Linked DNA regions of Mus musculus: region 1 is linked to region 2. Evidence: chromatin contacts called from public HiChIP or PLAC-seq data. All regions are on one chromosome and are shown on one strand. The core of a region is the stretch at or near the end of the contact, and the rest is flanking DNA. Distances in the headings are between cores, read along the strand shown. Region 1 holds the start of Tmem62 (transmembrane protein 62). Region 2 overlaps Ubr1 (ubiquitin protein ligase E3 component n-recognin 1).

Evidence for each region. HiChIP or PLAC-seq counts read pairs in DNA pulled down with a chosen protein or histone mark.
Region 1: a contact with region 2 is called in a CTCF HiChIP or PLAC-seq map of CD8 T cells, with 7 read pairs. The contact joins the promoter of Tmem62 here to the enhancer-like site in region 2. A contact is called at or near these places in 1 of 39 promoter capture datasets (macrophages), 1 of 15 datasets of contacts at CTCF or cohesin (CD8 T cells), 6 of 115 datasets of contacts at active chromatin or transcription factors (CD8 T cells, the SCID.adh cell line, bone marrow-derived macrophages and 1 more) and 3 of 9 other capture datasets (adipose tissue, liver and pancreatic islet).

What each region holds. Positions count from the first base shown.
Region 1 is chr2:120,974,753-120,979,369 of GRCm38.p6, forward strand. Tmem62 (transmembrane protein 62) reads left to right here and starts at 2,310. Exons shown (of 14, transcript NM_175285.3): 1 at 2,310-2,726; 2 at 2,947-3,058; 3 at 4,379-4,516. The coding sequence starts at 2,547.
Region 2 is chr2:120,936,280-120,940,933 of GRCm38.p6, forward strand. The region is part of intron 12 of Ubr1 (ubiquitin protein ligase E3 component n-recognin 1); the gene reads right to left. Among named protein-coding and RNA genes, the nearest start is that of Ubr1, 32 kb to the right of the region's middle. Within about 2 kb of position 2,847, at least 6 of the 459 cell types and tissues checked have an H3K27ac peak or open chromatin away from gene starts, as enhancers often do. A contact at or near this core is called in CD8 T cells, where this site is marked.

The sequences.
Region 1 (4,617 bases), core at 1,060-3,559, 38 kb after region 2:
GTGCCACCACACCCAGTTAAGTATCTATGCTTTCTATATATCTCATGAATAGATTATTCATCCCTGGCTATGATGCTGATTTTCTTTCATAATATTCTTCAAAAACTTGTGTTTGACCTTTTAATTTCTATTCAAAAAACAAAAAAAAATTGTTATATATTTTAAACACTTTGTGGAATGGCATGAATAATTTTGTCCATGAAATAAAACTTCATAGAATTTTCTACTTCTTGTGTTATGTAGCCCAGGCTGGACTTGAACTCCTGACTTTTATGTCTCTAAGGTGCAATTCAAATCATATCTCAAACTTGCAAGTTGGGATTATAGCTGTATGGCACCACTTTTTAAAAATTATTTATTATTTTATGTAAGTACACTGTAGCTGTCTTCAGACACAGCAGAAGAGGGTGTCAGATCTCATTATGGATGGTTATGAGCCACCATGTGGTTTCTGGGATTTGAACTCAGGACCTTCAGGAGAGCAGTCAGTGCTCTTAACCGCTGAGCCACCTCTCCACCCATGGCACCACTTTTATCTCAAGAAACTTTCTTATATATATTGCTGTGAGACTCTCTTATCTATGTATACTACGTATATTGTATGAAATTTAATTTGCATGCCACACAAATCTCTTCTGAAATCTACCCTGAAATGTTTTTGTCAGCCTAACCTCCATTGTTATCTCTGACCTTAAAGTTTATTCACATTTCCCACAAACATACTATATAGTCTTACACTTCTATGCTCTTGCATTGGTCTGTCCTTGGCCTTAAGTGTGTCATACTATAAATCTTAGGAAGTTTATTAGCCTGTTATTAACACACTTTTACCCCATACATTTTTCTTCAAATTTACTTTAGTTATTGTATGATATTCTGTTGTGTGTGTCATTTTAAAGATTTTTAAAATTTTGTTTTATTTGAGACAGAATCTCATTATGTAGCCTTGACTGGCCTCTAACTCAGAGATCATCCTGTCTCTGTCTCCATGTGCTGAATTAAAGGCTTGAGCCACTAAGCTTGGCTTATTTTAAAGGTTTGTATTGTGAATTGTTTCTAGTATCTTTATTTTCCTTTTACAGTTAAATTTTTTTAACATTTTATTTTTAAGGGCTGAAGAAGTGCCTCAGTGGTTAAGAGTACTTGTGGCTCTTACAGAGGATTGAGATTCCGCTCTCAGCACTTACATAGTCCTTCACAACAGTCTGCAACTCCAGTGCGAAGGGATTCAGTGCCCTCTTCTGTCCTCCATGGGCAATTCACACACATGGTACACAGACATACATGCAGGCAAGATACTCATACCCATATGATAACAATAAAGATTCTAAAAAATATTTTGTAGGGGCTGGAGAGATGGCTCAGCAGTTAAGAGCCCTGACTGCCCTTCCAGAGATCCTGAGTTCAATTCCCATAACCACATGGTGGCTCACAACCATCTGTAATGGGATCGGATGCCCTCTTCTGGTGAGTCTGAAGAGGGTGACTGTGTACTCACATACATAAAATCAACATGTAAATCTTTTTAAAAATTGTAATTAATTTTTTGGGGGGATAGGGTCTCTCTACATAGTCCCAGCTGTCCTGAAACTCATTATGTAGACCAAGCTGGCCTCGAACTCACAGAAATCTTCCTGCGTTTGTTTCCCAAATGCTGGCATTAAAAGTGTGTGCCATCACACCCACCTAAAAATATTTTATTTTTGTACTAATTATATGTGTGTCTGAAAGTGGGTTTATGCAACCCAGTGCATTCTCTATAGAGAACAGAAGGGGGCGTTGTATTCCCTGGCGCTTGTGGTCAGAAGCCTTCTAATGTAGGTGCTGGGAACCACACTGGAAATGCTCCCTTATGTTTTCTGTTTGCATCAATGGCTTATTACAGTCCAGAGATGTTGAACTGATTGAAAAATTACAACACTGACAATATATCCCAAGGAAATATTGTTTAAAGCACGATTTGTATAAAAATGTTTATTCTTAATAGCAACACATATTAAAGAGTTGAAAGCCAACAATAAAGAAGTAGGTTTGATAAATTAAGGCCACGACTAGACTCTAATTCTGCTTCAGGCAATAGAAAAAGTTAATTTACAAGTATACTACAGTGCCACAATACCATAACAAGTACATATAAAATCAGATTAAGGAAAAAGATAATTTCCACAAGATAAGGAATCCTGTGGGGTTATGTTATTCGTGAAGGAGCCAGAGTGAGCCGCCCGTCGCATTTGTACTTTAAGAGGCGTCCTGATACTCACTTTGATTCTCACAAGCACCCCGCACGCACGCAAGGTGTCATTAACTTCGCTTTACAGGTGCTGAGGTCGCACCACGGTCAGGGATGCCAGACCCTGGTGGAGCCAGGTGGCGAGCTGCCTCCCTGCCACCCCCTCGCTTGGCTCTTCCTGGTCCTCACTAGGTTGTCAAACGCCGGGCAACCGGGCTGCCGCGGCGCGGAGGCCTGGGCTGAGGCGAGTTGCGGAGGCGGCGGGAGGCCACAGAGGCCGGAAGTGCGGGCCGGAGCGCTCCGGGGCTGCGCCGAGATGGCGAGAATGCTGGCGGTCCGGGTGGTGGCAGGGCTGGCGGCGGCCGCGGTGGCCGCCCTGCTGTTGGAGCACTACGGCCTGGCTGGGCCGACTACGCCGCTGCCGAAGCCCAGAGGCTCCCAGAGGCCGCACCCCGCCCCGGGCTCGGAAGCCAACAACATCTTCTGGGGGCTGCAGGTGAAGTGGCGGGAGGCCAGGGGAGGGCACAGCGCGGGGCGGGCTCGCCCAGCAGGGGGCCTCGGTCGCAGTCCGCCGGGAGGCTCGGCTCTCCTTCCCCGGGGTTCGTTAGGGCATCTTTTTCTTTCCCTTCCGCTCCCCGAGAGCTGACGGGCCACCCGTGTCGGTGCGGCTCTTCCTGACTCAGATAACGTGTCTGTCCAATGCCTGCTTTTGACAGATATCCGACATTCACCTGAGCAGATTTCAAGATCCAGGCAGAGCGCTGGCCTTAGAGAAGTTCTGTTCGGAAACTATTGACATCATTCAACCGGCTCTTGTCCTGGCCACTGGTAGGAAGGATTCCTGTGCTGTGTGCGGTGCGGTGGTGGTGTTCTATGGTCCTGATGGTAGAATGGGCAGCAGCTATTCGCTTGAGGGTGTTGGCAACTCTGGCCCTAGACCGTCAGTGAGCCCTTTGAAGTGGTGGATAATGGAGTCAGGATCCAGGCTAAATGCTTTGCCATCTCAAGGTTTTTCTCAGTAGGAATAAGGCTTGTGATGCTTACGACCAGATGTTGTCTGCCATATTTGTGTTGTGTGTGTGTGTGTTTATGTGTGGGTGTGTGCGCACGTGCGCGTGTATTGATGGTGATGATGTCCTGATGAATTTGAATATTAGGGGGTGCCCTATAACCGGGAATCAAAAGCTCTCCTTTGCTGACTTATATTTTTCTGTACAAGGAGGTTATGTTTTCAGTTGTTTGAGGACTCTTCAAACCTGTGCACGTGTGAGCCCAAAGGTTGGGTAGGAAAAGCTCCAAAGAGTTGTGTTCTGTGTTCTGTTTTTTGGGTGGCTCGGCTGTCACTCACCCTTCTGAAACATGTCTCTTACTAAGATGAAGTATCTGTCCTCAGATAATGAATAAGTCCCTGCTTCAGGTGTTCTGTTTACTTCCTAGAAACTTTAGCATTTCATTGGTCAAACTAGATTGTTTTTTGCTCTGAAATAATGCTTGGTCACAGCATAAATCCTGGTTTAGGGGTTGGAAAACAACTGTTGCAATAGGTAATAGGCACTTGCTACAATGTTGCAACATCACACAAAGGAGTTTCATTGAATTTTGTACTGTGTCTCTTTTCTCTCTCTCCCTCTCCCTCTCTCCCTCTCTCTCTCTCTCTCTCTCTCTCTCTCTCTCTCTCTCTCTCTCTCTCTCTCTCTCTCTCTCTCTCTCTCTCTCTCTCTCTCTCTCTCTCTCTCTCTCCTTATTATGTATATCATGTTCTGCCTGCATGCCAGAAGAGGGCACTAGATCTCATTATAAATTGTTGTGAGTCATTATGTGGTTATAGGGAATTGAACTCAGGACCTCAGGAAGAGCAGCCATCTCTCTAGGCCATTGTAGTGGGCTCTTTAAGTCATTCCCCTCCCCCCACAACTCACTCCTAATATCGCTATAGACTACACAAACACTTGTTAACCTATAATAACAATACCCTTGCTGAGATAATCTTGTTAGTTTAAATGGCTTAAATGGTTTGCTTTGGACATATGTGGACTCAATTGATTTTTGTATTCGTGCTGAATAGTTTACAAATTTGTGTTGAACATGCTTGTTTGAGTCCCCTGGAGTTTATTTTACATTTCAAGTCCATTCTGTGTAAACCCACAGGAGACCTGACAGATGCCAAAACAAAGGAACACTTGGGATCCAGACAACATGAAGTAGAATGGCAAACTTACCAGAGAATTCTGAAAAAGACAAGAGTCATGGAAAAAACCAAGTGGCTGGATATCAAAGGAAATCATGGTAAATCTGCCAAGAGCAGAATAGAATATAGCTTCCTTCAAAAATATAGATTTTTCTAGTTTAGATTATAGAGTTATAAAATGGAAAATTGTAACATAAAT
Region 2 (4,654 bases), core at 1,597-4,096:
GGTCTGTTAGTGTACCCCTTTAGTCCCAGCACATGGGAGGTAGAGGCAGGTAGATCTCTATGAGTTCCTGGTTTACATACAGCCTGGTTTACATAGCAAGGTCCAGAATTTCCAGGACTACATAGAGGGACCTTGTCTTGATGATTGATGATGATGATGATCGTGTAAGATAGCTCAGCAGGTAAAGGCGCTTGCCAATAAGCCAGATGACCTGAGTTCAATGTTGAATACCAACATGGTTTAAGAACTAATGACTCCTACAAGTTGTCCTCTACTTTCACATACCGCATATGCTGTGTGATATTCTCTGTCTCATGTGCGCACGCTCTCTCTCTCTCTCTCTCCCTTCTCTGTGTGTGTGTGTGTGTCACACACACACACACACACACACTCACATACCAAAATAACAAAAACAAAAAAAACAAATAAATGTAATAAAAATACAATCAGCAGGACTTTATCAAATAGTTGAAATGTGCTAGTTATTATTTCTTAGAGACAAAACAAAAACCAAAAAAACCAAACCAACATTCATTAAAGGTTAAAAACAAAAGTCACGCAAGTCATGAGAACTATCACTTAAAATGTAGTCCAGAAAACAGCACCACCTTTGTAGAAACAGCTCTTGCACTCTAGTCGGGCAAACTGAGTAAGAATCTTCAATTCAACAACTCTTTGGATAATTTCAAATGTTCTGACTGACACAGGTTACATTTACATTTCTAGTTCATTCCCGAGTGCTGAGCTAACAATTAAGGATGCAAGGGGCAAGAGAAGGAAATGGAAAAGAAAAGGGTCTACAGCAAGACGGACAGGTAGCAAAAATAACAGCGAAAGGAAAGGATGGGGTGACTTGTTTTGATCTGCTACACTTTCCAGAAATGGGACACAGAAACCAGTTAAAATAATAAAAGGAACATTCCTTAATAGAAGCAAAGTTTAAATAAAAAATTTCGACTTTCTATTTCTTTTTGTTGTTGTTGTTGTTTTGTTTTTGTTTTTCGAGACAGGGTTTCTCTGTATAGCCTTGGCTGTCCTGGAACTCACTCTGTAGACCAGGCTGGCCTCGAACTCAGAAATTTGCTTGCCTCTGCCTCCCAAGTGCTGGGATTGAAGGCATGTGCCACCACGCCTGGCGACTTTCTATTTCTATATAAGTTAGAAATTAGGAAGCCACATACCCCATCAGATACCTTCCAGACTTGAGTGACAAAATCAAACTGGGGTTTGTCCTTTAGAACAAAACAGGTGTTAGTCCCTCCCTGTGAGACCTTACTGGGTGCATTGCGGTTGGGGGACTATGCTCACTTCATGACATACAAATGATTCTCCGGGTTCAGCAGAAAGGAACATTAATTCAGAAAAGACTTTGCAGCTATGATTGCTGTCTGCTTCTTCATGTCAAATAACAATTGAATTGTTTTTTTCTAAATGGACAAGGGGAGCTAGAGCCAAATAAGGAAAGCCACAAAAGGGACAAGATTTCAAGAAGTTTGCTAGTGCTCAGAAAAGGCTACTCAGAACTGGGATTCACTCTTAGAGAGCTAAACTTCCCTTAGGCAATGTCAACAGAGCACCACACACACACACACACACACACACACACACACACACACACACACACACACACCCCAAGGGGTTTGCTTTATATTTAGGTGTAGTCAGGTAAGTACAGTAAGTGGCTAGACTGCAGAGACCTAAAAGAACTTATAGATACGTCAGTATTTGTAGCAATTACTGATTTAAAAGCAGCTTTTGTGAAAAACTGAATTAACACATATATAGAAAATAAGGCATAACTGCAGAATGTATATTAAGAAGCAGAAAACAGGGCTTCGTGACTATTTCTTAAACTCCATTTCTGAGTACTGTTTTGGTTTCAGAACAGGTTTCATTGTTGTTTTCTATGCCCTCTGTGGGGATACATGATGTCCTAAAAGGACTACGAGCAGTACAGATAAATAACAGACAGGCTGAAACTCCAGGTCCACCACGCAGGAGCTCTGTAACCTACAAGTCACGATTACCTACTTTATAAGAATGCTGCAATATTCAAATAAAGTTAATATAAGCCAAGTTCTTTACCACATGAGAACTACTAACACATTTCACAGCGCCCGTTTGAGAGTGACCCGTGTTTTTGAGCAGGTTATTTAAGCTGTGTTAGTTTTGTCTAAAATAACTCAGTTATGAGACTATTGCAGTGACTACATTTTACCCTGTGAGGTAGACCATGGCTCATCAATGAATCAACACGGACATTTCAAATACAACCACTAGGAAGTTCTATTCTGAACAATGTGACTTACATACAGTTTGACAAAGGAACAGATCCGAATGGCCATGCTAATCACTACTGGGCTTACCCACCTTCAGTATTTATATTAGAGGTGTGATTTCCTAAATTTAACAATTTAGTAAACTCTAAAGAAAAAAACTTGTAGACACAATGACATTTTGAAATAAAAGATTTTGAGATAATCTTGAAAATCAAGAATTGGTAATATCAAGAATCTACTGTAGTTTCCAGAAATCTGTTCATTTATTTTTTCCAGGGCTGAGAATCAAACCCAGGGCTTTGGGTATTTTAGGCAAACACTCAACTACTGAATCTACTTAACTACTAAACTCCTCACCCCACTTTTTAAACAGACTAAATTATTTTTAAGTTGGACTAGAAGCCCATTTCTTTACGGTTGCGGGATATTTGATCATATTGTGAACTCTAAGACTGTTTACAAGAAAAACCTGTTTTCAGTTGTGGTGTGGCTCAACCTTAGCTCACACCTTTAATCCAAGAGCTTCCTCTTTGAATGTTGTACACAGGACTAAAAAGTCAACCATAGGTCAAGAGGTGGAGCAAACAACCAGATGACAGGAAGTGAACATAGGATTAATAAGAAAAACCATAGAAAGTAAGGGGAGGTCAAAAGGACCGATAGAGAGATGCACAGGAAATAGAAGGGAGGGTAGTTCAGCTTGAAGGAACTTTTTAGAGAGGGCCTGAGAGGAGATATTAGTTCTGGTATCAGCTGAGGAGGAAGGTGAGCTGGCTGCTTTCTCTGCCTTTCTGAGCTAGCAGGCTTTTACCCCAGATTTTGACTCCTGAGTTTTCATTGGTAAAATGGAGAGATTGAGAATGTTTTTAAAAAGCCAACCAACAACGTTTACCTTCCTTATTATGCACAGGCATTAGAAGTAGGTAAAACTTGTTTCCAGTCATATGTGACTGGGAGCATTAAAAAAATTGTGTGTGTGTGGCTGTGGAGGCCATGGAGCTGGAGTTCCGATTGCATGATGTGTGGGTGCTGGAAACCAAGCTTGGGTTCCTTGCAAGAGAAACAAATGCCCTTAATTGCTGAGCCATTTCTCCAGCCCCATCTTAGGGCTTTTTTAAAAACAGCAAACTAAGTACATATTTTATTCTAATATATGCTAAAAGAAGTTCTTTGATGTCCATGATTTATTAAATAGTTGATCTATCAGAATTTTTATAACATTCACCATTTCTAAAGTAAATGAAAATTTATTTTAATGATCAGAACAGTTCTATTATGTGATTCTAATTTTAGTTTAAGATTTTTTAAAATTATTTTTCAATGTGTATTGGGTGAGTGTGCATGTGTTTGCACACATGTCTGCAACTGCCTGTAAAGACCAGAGAGACAGTGAGATCCCTGGAGCTGGAGTTAAAGATGGTTTTGAGTCACCTGATGTGGGTAGTAGGAACTGAACCCAGATCTTCTGCAAGATTAGTATGTGCCCGTAAACACTGAATGATCTCTCTATCCTGCAAATTTTAGTTTGTTTGTTTTATTGAATGTATGACTGCTCTGTCTGCATGCCAGAAGAGGGCATCACATCCTTTTATAGATGGTCATAAGCTACCATACCATTGCTGGGAATTCAACTCAGGACCTCTGAAAGAGCAGTCAATGTTCTTGACCACTAAACCATCCCAGCAGCCCCAAATTTTAGTTTAAAACAAAATTCTCAGTCATCTTCAGGGAGAAAAATTTAATTAAGGGAACTCTGATGAGTATCAAAAGGCTGGTATATAGGTGAAAAGGAAAGTAAAAAGAAAAATAAACAGATTATTAGACACTAAGAGTATATGAGGGGGACAAAGTCATGAAGTGTGTAAGTGAAGGGCAAGTGCAAAGCGTGGAAGTTACAGTGTGGAGCTGCACGGTGACCCACATGCAGTGACGGGCCTGTCCTCAGTCCTCAGCGCCATCTTTATGCCATTGGGTTATACTCAGTAAGACTTTGCTGAAGACATTTACAGAAGTCTTGTGTTACTCATGGGAGACTGACTCCATTCCCTAGATACTTAAAACAATAAAGTATTTGCAAGTAACCCATATACATCACAGGCAATTTAATACCTATACAAAGCAAATGTTCTATAGACAGCTGTTAGACTACAGTGTTTTGAAATAAATCAAGGAAAAAAACTGCACAAGTTCAGTACAGAACCGATCATCTTTTATTACTTCTGAGTTGTAGGCTGAGTCCCGGGATGCAGAGCCAACTGCATTAGCATATGGCAATTACAATTGCTTGTGCCTGCCATCAGGGTAAAGAGAATCCTAGTCAAGCAAGAGGATCAAATGTCTACTTAGACGACAGAGCAAGTAAGCACACTGTCTAG